Linked DNA regions of Rattus norvegicus: region 1 is linked to region 2. The links are chromatin contacts, called in public Hi-C maps. All regions are on one chromosome and are shown on one strand. Each heading gives the region's core, a stretch centred on a gene start, on an enhancer-like site or on the middle of the called end of the contact. The rest is flanking DNA. Distances are from core to core; before and after follow the strand shown. Region 1 has its middle 9.8 kb from the start of Trnae-cuc1. Region 2 has its middle 98 kb from the start of Rnf217.

What was found. Hi-C and Micro-C count contacts between places; a contact is called where the count stands out from the background.
Region 1: a Hi-C map of the A7r5 cell line shows a contact between it and region 2, with 13 times the contacts expected there. The contact joins two enhancer-like sites. A contact is called at or near these places in 2 of 12 Hi-C or Micro-C datasets (the A7r5 cell line and Schwann cells).

The regions. Positions count from the first base shown.
Region 1 is chr1:28,652,519-28,658,841 of GRCr8, reverse strand. No RefSeq gene overlaps it. Among named protein-coding and RNA genes, the nearest start is that of Trnae-cuc1, 9.8 kb to the left of the region's middle. Within about 2 kb of position 4,566, at least 4 of the 93 cell types and tissues checked have an H3K27ac peak or open chromatin away from gene starts, as enhancers often do. A contact at or near this core is called in the A7r5 cell line, where this site is marked.
Region 2 is chr1:27,734,852-27,740,955 of GRCr8, reverse strand. No RefSeq gene overlaps it. Among named protein-coding and RNA genes, the nearest start is that of Rnf217, 98 kb to the left of the region's middle. Within about 2 kb of position 4,700, at least 2 of the 93 cell types and tissues checked have an H3K27ac peak or open chromatin away from gene starts, as enhancers often do. A contact at or near this core is called in the A7r5 cell line, where this site is marked.

The DNA of each region.
Region 1 (6,323 bases), core at 3,317-5,816, 920 kb before region 2:
GAAAATAGAAGTATTTTCAATTCTTTAGGATAATGCTTGCTCACCTAAAATGTTTTATATCTGTTAATATTGTATTGACTTAAATAGCTATTGCTGGCTTACAGACAATTCTGGTGGGCACCTCCCAACAGCAGCCTAGCAATAACTTGGCATCATCTGCTACCATTGCCTCCCAGGCTCAAGCCAAGTAAGGCAGCTTATGAGAGGACTTCTCGCTACCCCAGCCCCCTCTCCTTTCGTCACTCTTCCTCTCTACTGTCTTCTTCTTTCCTCTGTTTACTCTCTTTGTTTCTCTGTCTCCCTCCCTCCCTCCTTTCTTTCCCCATTCTCCTCTTTCCCCCTCTCTCCCTTTCCTATCCTTTTCTCTCTCTCCCTCTCCCCTTCACTTGAATATCCCCCTCCCCCTCTCCCTCTCTCTCTCCTCATGTTCCTGGTCAGACTCTCTCTCTTTTTGTCCTCCATTCCTGCTGTCTCTGCCCTCCTCATGTTCTGTCTGCCTTTCCCCTCCTCCAGGTACCCATTTCCCTTTCTTCCCTTAAATCAGATCTGCCACAGGGGGGAAAAAATTAACCAAAAAAATAAGTCAAATTGAGTATGATCACATTTTAGATTATGTCTTTAAATAATAAATGTAATTTATTGGTATATCAGTCGATGTAACACTATTAATAAAACAGGACACTTACAGGAGTAAGGAAGACGGGTTGACCTGTTTGGGAAGAATGGAGAAGGCTTTTCAGGCTCATTGTCATCTGATGATCTGAACATAATGTCTGAATTTTTTTGGAATTGGTTTAATATTCAAGTAAGATGAAAAAATAAAGAAATGACCGTTTTCCAGCTAACTCTTTAGATAACTGCATGCAACATTTACCAGAGAGAATGCTTTCAGGGGGAAAAGTTAAGGGCAGGTTGAAAAATGATAACTATGAAAATATACCACAAGGGGGCATCCTAGCCTCATGTGATTCAAATTCATTCTCCATCTAGCCTTGCTAAGGAGGAATGTAATTAAAATCTAGGATCTGTTTACCTACAGGGGAAATAGAGGATATTCATCTTTCTTCCTGTCTTACCTGCCTCTGTCTGTCTGTCTGTCCAGCCTTTTCTCCTCATCAGTGTGCTTGATTTTATTTGCATATGTACTTGCTGTCCTATCATTTTAAAGTTTGGCAGAAGTCTCTAAAGAAATCAAATGCAAATTAATTCGATTAGTCCAGTGCACGGCTCTCATTCGTTCATTCTTCATTCCATTATGCATTCAGGGACTCATCCAGTTATCCAATCTACACATACATATGTTGAGCTGCTTTTCTGTACCGGACAAAGAACAAAGAGGCCCTAGAGGCACAGTGGGGCACAAACCTCTCATACCATTTGTCTTCAGTATAGGAAAAAGCATAACCACACAGTCATGGACAACTTTCAATCGCCAAGTTCTGTGAGGCACTCGAGGCCACAAGGACGTTCTTCTTGGGGTATGATACCAACATGAACATGAGTTACCTAAAGGGGAGGGAAGAAACACTGTGATCGGAAGGGACACAAGTAAGGCCATGCAGCAAGGCAAGAAGGAAGCCAGGAAGGCAGGTTGGCAAAGGAGACACTGCTGACAGCAGTGCAGACCAACTCTGACGGATCTCTCATGACCATCGGACCTTGGTCTTCAGAACAAGAGCCCACGTGGATGCTGCTGCTGTATTGTGTGGAAGCCATACTGACACATGGTAAAGGAAATAGGCCACCAATCCCGCCTTAAGGGCTGCATGGTAGAGCACACCCCATTGATCCAGGTATTATAAACTTGGTGGTACTATAGGGCATCATCTAGAAGCAGTAATATAATCTCAATCGCAAACTCAGTAATATTCATCAGAGTTAAGATTGTCTTTTCAAGATCTAGGACTTCCCTAGAGTGTTTATTTTAAATCAGACCAAAAACCATTGTTCTTGAAGACAGGACACACACTATCTTAACAAGCAAATGGAACTAGTTACCTCATCCACGGCAAAACAAAATCCACTGAAATAGAAAAGATATGAACGAAAATGTTTACTTTATGGTCACATACGTCTTAGAAGCTGGCCTGTGGGTGCGGCTGTGCAAACGAATGTTTACCTTACTTGGGGGGTCTCAGTTGGTCTCCTGCATAAGGTGAAGCATTGGCCTAGTTTATGTTCTCCTAAGTCTGTGAATCTATGAATTTTCTCATAGAAAGCAGTATGTACATGTTGGTAATTTAATGTGAATGGACTGGATGCTGAAGAAGGCCTTGGAATACATTGAATGCAGATGTGTGAGTGGGAAGTAGAGTTTTGCATGTGAACTCCTTCTGGGTTCATATGTAATGAACGTCACATGTGCACAAGCTGCACTAGTGATAGTCCACCATACATAAGGTCTTAATACTCTTAGTTAGTCTTCAGAAATTCCTTGAGAGATATATTTTAAGAAGATTGACACAGACTCAAAAATCTGCTCCAAGTCCTATAGTTCAGTCATTCCAACTTTATTTTTTGAGACAGGGTCTCACTGAACTTGGAATTCACCAATGTCCTGACTGGCTGCCAGGGGACCACCAGGGTCCTCTGGTCCCAAGTCCCCAGTGCTGGGCTTGTGGAAATGCACCGCACATCTAGGTGTTTTCCTCTTCATTTTATGGTGTATGTCTATGTACCATGGATATCTAGTGGCTGGAATGTCAGAAGAGACCATCAAATCCCCTTGGACTGAAGTTATAGTCACTTGTAAGCCACTATGTGGGTGCTGGGAACTGAACCTGGGGCCTCTGGAAGACGAACCAGTGCTTTTATGACTTGATTCATCTCTGCAGCTCCACCCGTTTTTGTTTGTCTTTCTTTCCGGATGTGTGTGCTAAGGATATGAACTTAGATCATCAATGCTTGCGTAGCAAACGTTTTACTGACTGAGTCATCTCCCCAGCCTCTAGGAGTTGAAACTTAAAAAGTAAAAGACAGAAGCATTGAAGGAAACAGGGATAACTTCACTGGAATTATAAATATGGAATTCTAGTGGTCTGTTGAATCAGTACCAGGAGTTTTACTACGTTTTCACATGTTAAGAGTGATGAATGGACTTGACTGAAATAATTAAACACGAGTTTTCCCAGATGCAGCTGTGAAGGTGTGGTCTCCCTGAGCACTCGGGCAACTGTTATGGTGTCCTTCCTGTGGCACCAAGGACTTTCCCTCCAGAGCTATCTGTTTTAAAAGAACAATTAGACATGGAACTTTCACCACCGTCTCACTTCGTCTTACCTTGGCGACAATTTGTGAACTTCGTTTCTCCTTTTTTCTTATGTTCTGTGCATCTTGACAAGGGCCTTCTAGAGGACCTTGCTGTTCTGGGAAGTGGCTACATAGTTTATACTGAGGCATGTCTGTGGCTGTCCTTCTTGGATACCCTTAGTATCTGAGACTCACTGCAATGGTTGTGAAGTGACGTTGATCTATGTGAACCACGTGATTCACAGTTTTGGTGCCTACCTAGAGCTGTTCTTACAAGAGACGCCGTCAATACACACTTGGTGTTTCACGTCTCTTCCTTGGCACACTACATAGAATGTATGTACACATTGATTCAACAGTAGTTGAAGTGACTTCATAGCCCTCTTTTGATGGGTTCAGTCAGCTTCAAGACTCTCTATGGTAGCAGCAAAGGGTGTGAGGCATAGATAACACTTGCCTATGAACACAGTTATATCCTCATGGATGGTCAATAAACTACACTTGAGTTTTGACTCATTACCACACTTAGACATTTGTACTGCTCTCTGCCTATCATTCTGCCAGCAGAAATATGTAAAAAAGAACAAAAATAAAATAATGGTGGTTTGTGAGATAAAAACTGACTAGCTTCATTCTCATTAGGAGTGGCTTGTGGCTTGACAAAAGTGTCAGGAGAGCAAAATACAACCTGTGCTTTGCTCTTTAGACTGAAAACATATTTCTATTATCTTGCCAGGTTGCCCACCCCCCCATCCAACCAAAGCCTGTTTATAGCACCTGGCTGGGAAAGCCAGGATGAGCTTCCTTGCCAGCATCCTGGCTCAGTACAAAGTCTACACAATGGTAACTCATTCTCCTTCATCATATTGTTTTGGTTTTTAAAAAGTGTAAAGGTGTTTTCTAACAGGAGACAAAGGTTTAAAGATGCACTGAAAGATCTAGGAAGCAGTTCTGCAGCATGGTAAATAGTAATCAGTTCAATAGTTTATCTTCATGAAAGAAGGGGTTAAGTGAGGATACCCCATTGCTTCAGGAGTCTGTGAGCAATTTAATATGTATCACCACTCCCCCACAAGGGAAACATCGTGAACGGTAGTCATTATTGGTTAAATGTTTTTCCCCATCTGATAAAATGCCATTTCGTTTTCACTACATTGAAAACACAAAACGATTACAATTCAAAACCTACGTTAAGAACATGCAGAGTCACCCCAGTAAAGGTATCCAATCTTTTTCTTCCCTTAAACTGTGTAATGCCGAAGGCATTTACTACTGCTTCTGCCATCACCACAGACTCAAAGAATGGCAGCAGTGGCCAAAGAAAACATGGAAGGCTGAGAACTCAGGAACTAAGATGTCTCTGGGAATGAGGAGTTTTGATACATCATGTAAAACATCCGAACTGCAAACACTACAAAAACCATCCCCCACTCTAGGCTAAAGAACTCAGGCCAGTTTAATCCCTCCTAGTTATGAGACTTTACAATGGATGCGGGTCAGCACAGGCCAAATGAAGGCTTGCTTTATGAGAAAATGAACATAGAATGAATAAATATTCTGAATAGACCAGTATTCCCCTCAAAACACACAAACTCTCTCTCTCTCTCTCTCTCTCTCTCTCTCTCACACACACACACACACACACACACACCACACCTCTTTTTATAATAAATTTGTTTAACATCTTTTCTTAATTATTCAACATTCTGTCTGTCTGTTGTCGGTCACTTTACAAAAACTGGAAAATCCTGCACAGAAGGGATACCACTTACCGGAAAGGGAAAACTGGACACCTATCAAAAGAATTTCTTTGTAATATGGTATTATGGAGTTACTTCTTTTTCCCATCCTCTCACCTGCTTAGGAGAGATGGTAGTCTCATGCTAAACTTAGTGCAGACTTATTCTTATATTCAGTCATCCTTGGTGGGATGATATCATGGGGGTGTTCTAGGTGACTCTGAGTTCAAAAATAAAATAACACCAAAGCCATAGATGCTTAGAGACCAAAAGTATGGGCTGAAAAAATAATCAGAGCCACATGGTGTCACAGTCAACCTGATAGGTATGACACTAGACAGTTAATACCATTTTCTAGTTTCCAGGATGTCCATGGAGTACTGTGACTTCTATAATAGAGGTATGGGGCCTGAATGAGGAACAGATTTCTAGAACAGGACTTACTCCCTATCAGGACTTCAGTTGAGTTTCTTTCTTGTTCTTTGCCTTAAGGTAGTCCCCACTTCCAATAGTTACAGCCAACAAACTGATTCCCTAACCAACCCATTCTTTCCCTTTCCTTTGAGGGCATAGGAAAAAACCTTGTACCTAGAAAGCCATTTCCCACATGATCTGCCTTCATAGCAGATCGCCCAGGCACTTTTCAATATCTTCCATTGACTTTCAAAGATGTTTCCTTTCAAGGATCGTGAACTATAGTAATGGTTTAAATGCCATGTTTGCTGGGATGCCTTGCTGGAGCAGTGGGAACATTCACAATCTCAGGCATTGTTTAGACCTCAGGAGAATCACAAGAGCAAGTCTAACACTGCTTTTCAGGACAGTGAAGTTGCATAGTGTCAGTGGGCAGTTAAAACATGGAAACAAATGAAAACTCCATGTATCTTTTGATTACCAAGCTTATGAAGTCATTTAAGGAAAGCTAAAGTAGCCGGCTCTTTATGTCACTAGCTGTTACTTGTAAAATCGCATTCATCACAATAATAGTAGTAGTATATTGGCTTGAACTCAAGATGTTTTCCTTTTTATACTTATTAAGGCATTTTACAGTCAATCTGTAAAGTTTATATTTAGAAGTCCATATTCTTTTAAAATGACATTAAATCAACAGCGACTGATAAAGACTTAGACCAATGGGAACACAGAATTCTGAAATCATAATCCTTCAAGATGATGCCTCTTGGATAACTACTCTTGAATTGAGATAACATGTGATGGGCACTCTGAATAAGTCACATAGACAAGAAAGACACAAACAAAGGCTTCCTTCAGGTTATAAACCCTACCTACGTGTGAAATAGTGGGCACTATTCTAGGTAACACTTGGACTTTTAC
Region 2 (6,104 bases), core at 3,451-5,950:
TGGCCATTTTTACAATATTAATCCTACCAATCCATGAACATGGGAGATCTCTCCATCTTCTGAGATCTTCTTCAATTTCTTTCTTCAGAGGCTTGAAGTTCTTATTGTACAGATCTTTTACTTGCTTGGTTAAAGTCACACCGAAGTATTTTATATTATTTGGGACTATTATGAAGGGTGTCATTTCCCTAATTTCTTTCTCAGCTCGTTTCTCTTTTGGGTAGAGGATTTATTTGATTTATTTGAATTAATTTTATACCCAGCAACTTTGCTGAAGGTGTTTATCAGCTTTAGTAGTTCTCTGGTGGGACTTTTGGGATCACTTAAATATACTATCATATCATCTGCAAATAGTGATATTTTGACATTTTCTTTTTCAATCTGTATCCCCTTGATCTCCTTTTTTTTGTCTGATTGATTGCTCTGGCTAGAACTTCAAGAACTATATTGAATAAGTAGAGAGAGACTGGGCAGCCTTGTCTAGTCCCTGATTTTAGTGGGATTGCTTCAAGTTTCTCTCCATTTAGTTTAATGTTAGCGACTGGTTTGCTGTATATGGCTTTTAATATGTTTAGGTATGGGCCTTGAATTCCTATTCTTTCCAGGACTTTTATCATGAAGGGGTGTTGAATTTTGTCAAATGCTTTCTCAGCATCTAATGAAATGATCATGTGGTTTTGTTCTTTCAGTTTGTTTGTATAATGGATCACATTGATGGTTTTCCATATATTAAACCATCCCTGCATACCTGGAATGAAGTCTACTTGATCATGGTGGATGATTGTTTTGATGTGCTCTTGGGTTCGGTTTGCCAGAATTTTATTGAGTATTTTTGCGTCGATATTCATAAGGGAAATTGGTCTAAAGTTCTCTTTCTTTTTTGGTTCTTTGTGTGGTTTAGGTATAAGAGTAATTTTGGCTTCATAGAAGGAATTCGGTAGCACTCTGTCTGTTTCTGTTTCATGGAATAGTTTGGAGAGTATTGGTATTAGGTCGTCTATTAAGGTTTGATATTTTTCTGCACTAAACCCATCTGGCATTTCTTTGTTATTGTTTGGAGACTTTTAATTACTGCTTCTATTTCTTAGGGACTATGGGACTGTTTAAATTATTTATCTGATCCTGATTTAACTTTGGTACCTGGTATCTGTCTAGAAAATTACCCATTTCATACAGATTTTTTTGAGTATAGGTATTTATTGTAAAATCTAATGATTTTTTGAATTTCCTTGGTTTCTGTTGTTATGTCTCCCTTTTCTTTTCTAATTTTCTTAATTTGGATACTCTCTCTCTGCCCTCTGGTTAGCCTGGCTAAGGGCTTACGTGTCTTGTTGATTTTCTCAAAGAACCAGCTCCTGGTTTTATTGCTTCTTTGTATAGTTCTTTTTGTTTTCTTTGGTTGATTTCATCTCTGAGTGTAATTATTTCCTGAAATCTACTCCTCTTGTGTGTGTTTGTTTCTTTTTGTTCTAGCATGTTCAGATGTGCTGTTAAGCTGCTAGTGTATGTTCTTTCCAGTTTCTTTTTGCAGGCACTCAGAGCTATGAGTTTTCTCTTAGCACTGCTTTCATTGTGTCCCATAAGTTTGGGTATGTTGGGCCTTCATTTTCACTAAATTCTAAAAAGGCTTTCTTTTTTATTTCTTCCCTGACCAAGTTATCAATGAGTAAAGAGTTGTTCAGCTCCCATGTGTATGTGGGCTTTCTGTTGTTTTTGTTGTTATTGAAGACCAGCCTTAGTCCATAGTGATCTGATAGGATACATGGGACTTTCTCAATCTGTTTTAGAATGAAATGTTCTACAGATATCTGTTAAATCCATTTGGTTCATAACTTCTGTTAATTTCACTGTGTCTCTGTTTAATTTCTGTTTCTATGATCTGTCCATTAGTAAGAATGATGTAGAAAAAGCACATAGTAAACAGTTTCGCGTCATGATGATAATGGAGTGAATCTCAGAACCTGTAAGTCAGTTGTAATTAAATGTTATCTTTTATAAGAATTGTATTGGTGCTGGGATCTCTTTACAGTAGTGGAAACCCTAAGACAAAGTTATAGGATAGAAGAACAACAGTTTTAAGAACAGCACACCAATCATTAGTATTTTAGTCTGTTAATAAGAAAGATGAAGAACCAGAAATTAAAAACATAACAAATACATGTAAAACAACAAACTCAGTATATACCTACTGAGACACACAGTATGCAGATGCTGAAAACCTTCTTTAGCACTGACAAAAGAAATGACTTAAAATGACATATCCCGTTTTGGGCTAAAAGTCTGAGCACAGCTTTTCTCCATATCGGTATGTAGATTAAGTAAAACTTTATTCAAATTCCTAGCAAAATTAGTTTAGATATACACAAAATGTATTTTAAAATATTAATATGAATGGCACAGCCTTTAATCCCAACAGTCAATGGGCAGAGGTAGGCAGATCTCTGTTAGTTGGTCTATATATGAAATTTCAAGTCAGTGGAGGCTACGTAGTACAATGCTGTCCAATAAATAAGTGGATGAAATAAAATTTAAATAAATCAATTTTAAACAAACTCAATGCATTAAACATTTTCAGGTGTTTGAATCCTATTATAAAAATAAACATCTGAACAAATTTAATGCAGAAAAGAGGAGATGAGGGGGCTGACAAGATGGCCCATTGGTTATGAGCACTTATAGCTTTTGTTGAGAACCCAGGTTTGGTTCCAAGCACCCACATCAGCTCACTTACTGCCTCTTGTGGTTCCAGTTCTAGGGGATCTGATGCCTTCTGAGTCTTTTGGAAACCTGCACCTACAACTACGTGATATACATAAATGTGTGTAAGCACACCTACATACACATAACAAATAAATCAATCACTAAAGCAAAGAGTCAAGATTTGAGAAGTGAAGAGTGACAAGGGTAAAGACTGAGAATTCTGGCTTTTGTGGTCACATGCATCATCTATTAATCTCTAGCTGTGCGGTTATGAGATAATTACGTGTCTTTTCAAGCCTTTATGATTAAAAGGAGGCAATGAAAACGTAAAGGATCTGTTGTAATAGATATAAACAGTGAATGAACTCTGACATAAGACACACAATGCCTGGAAGTGATTAAAAAAAATAAGTGCTAGGGTTCATGAGATTTGGATTTTTTTTTTTCTTGATGCTCTCATTTTATAATAAACTCGTAACTCTATTACTGAGAATGCTTTGATTTGGACATCTTCTAGTTAAGAGGATTCTGCATGTGATTATTATTAAAATACAACCTCTATGATAAAGGTCATGCAATATTAGACATGAAGAAAACCACTGCCATTTAGCAGCGGTTTTATAGCTGTTGTGGAGGCACTCGTACTCACTTCTTAGTCTGCTCAACCACCGGGAACCACAGTGGAATTTACCTTATGTCACCTTTTCCCTCCCAGTTCCACCTTTACAAACCCCTCCTCCTTCCCTCCATTGTCCTCTCCCCTTCTCCTCAGAGAATGGGAGCCCCCTATCCCCTTGTCTACCACTTCATACTGGGACATCTAGTTCAAGCAAGACTGGGCACATCCTCTCCTATTAAGGCCAAACCAGGCAGTCCAGTTAGGGGGAGTGGATCAAAAGCAGGGAGTAGAGATGAGACAGTCCTGCTCCACTTCATATTCACATGAAGACCAGGCTGCACATTTGCTGCACATGTGTAGGGAACCTAGGTCCTGCCCATGCATGCTCCCTGGTGGCCCAGTGTCTCTGAACCCCTGTTATGTTAGTTGACCCGAGTTCTTGTGGTGTCCTTGATCCCTGTGGCTTGCTCAATTTTATCACCTGCACAGTACAATTCTTAAAGATTCGGAATTGAGTAGGAAAAATTCTGTTTTAGGAGCTTCACAGAGAGAAAGAGGCACAAAAATACCCAGTCACGTATTTTTGCTTTCTATGGGAATATGATAAAGGTATATTATCGATCAATGAGGGGTTAATTCCTCTTTGTATGCTTTAAATCATCTTATTGACTGAATCACTCACACCTTAAAGGACACCTTTCTCTTCTTTCTCCTCCTCTTCTTCTTGCTCTTCTCCTTCTCTTCCCCCCTCCTTCTTCTTCATTCCTCCTCATCTTCTTTTTTCTTTTCCTTTTCCTCCTCCTTTTGTTCCTATTTCTCCTCCTCTTCTTCTGGATATAGAAACTGTTGCATATAAGTCATGAAATGGTTTGTACAATGTTTGGTTGAACTTTGCAAATTACCAATGTTTCTGTTTTGATGTCTAAACTGATGAAATTACAGATACATAAATCTGTCTAAGCATAGGTGAAATTACAAATGAATAAAGTAGATATGAATATAATTATCAGAAAAAGAAACAGTCTGGATCATATGGTAAGTGACTGATAATCAAAACAGTTGATCATCTGGATTGCCTTGGGCATGAGCCCTAAATTTTTAGCAATACAGAGAAAGCAAGATGTGTTTTTAACAAGAGGGAAATAACTTCATTCTCTATAACCAAGTATTTTCAGCATTTAATTAGTGCTATTTTACATAAAAATACAAAAAAATTGTGTTTTCATTACTTATGTGAGTGATGAGTAAAAAGTATGTGTGTAATGGAAAAAAAAAGCCAGCAAACATATTGCTTTAATAGCATTAAAGGACTTTGTATCGCATTTATTGAAATAAATTATCTTATATTTAAATCCTTGGATAGTGCCTCAAAACTCACTTTTTAGTGTGTCTCTGGCTTTATTTGCCTAGACTCTTTATTACTGTTGTAGTCATAGCCGGGCTGGGATGTAGTTCAATTGGTACAGTGCTTGTATAGCATGCAGAAAGCCTTGGCTCCTGTCTCTGCCACTGTATTAAAACAGTCACAACAATGCCTTCCTGCTTGTGCTCCCCACTCTAAGGAAGATCAGAAGTTCAATGTCATTCTCAGCTAGAGAGGGAATTTGAGGTAAGAAGGGGCTGCATACGACCTGTCTTAAAAAAATCAACCAAAGCAAGCAAGCGAGCAAACAAACAAACAAACAAACAAACACAAATAACCAGGAAAGGAAGGCAGGATATTCCAGAACCATAATGAAGAAGACATCAGAGACAATCAAAGAATGAGAAACACTTGACTCCAGGTTATGTGAGTGCCAGCAGGCTCAGGGAACTGAAAAGAACATCCTGCCACAGCTGGCAACTTAGCAGGTGCTGCTGTATGGCTGCGTGGCTCTGCATTCTGGGAAAAATATTCACAAACCTGGAGACAGAATCCCTCGGAGAGCCTCCAGGAATTACTAGGGACCAGTCCATGCTTTGATTTGAGCCTGTGGGATCTGAAGAACTGTAGGGTTTCTAACTTAGAGAATTCCACCTAATATAGTTTGTTGCTTTTAACAGTTCAAGTGCAACAGTTTTTGAGACATCAAGAAGACAGTCACGTCTTCTCTCTTCTTACTTGCTATGCTTGTCCTACTGTGCTATCATCTACCTCTTTCCTTATCCATGTTCTTAGTTCTCCTCCCTTTCTGAAATCAGAGAAATAGAAGAAAAGGCTATTCTGTTCTTGCCTTTCACAAAGGACCCATTTCCTCCTATATTGCAATTCTAAGGTGTGGCTGGAAGGCTTTCAGTGGGTCACTGAGGACCAGAAGGGCTTTGGAAAACATGTTAGGAACCATGTCTGTGTATGGAACTGGGGTAACTCATGGGCCTTGTGTGGATGTGTCTTTCATGTCATGGTCAGAAATTTGATTTTGTTTTACCTGTATTTAGAATTTAAGAAGACAAGGCAAAGAATGTTTGAAAGCTACCTGAAGGTCAAGGGTAGTGATTCTAGGGTGAGAAACTGGTGGTTTGTGGCCAAGATGCTGAGAAGGACCTTATATGTGATACACAGAGGGTGTACCTCACAGAGAAGATTCTCTTGTACATGAAGCAGTCCAATTAGGCTTTCGAGGCTATCAGTGCTCATCTTTTATTGTGAGCTTGATATACAGAATGTCACTTCTTGTCGCAATATATGGTGCCACTCAAGTGAGGACACACTCCCTGTCATCCTGATGCAGACCTTCTGTAACTGGCTTCACATGTGTGCTTTCCTCAGCCTTCTAAACTGTGACTCTTATTCCCACGATGCTTC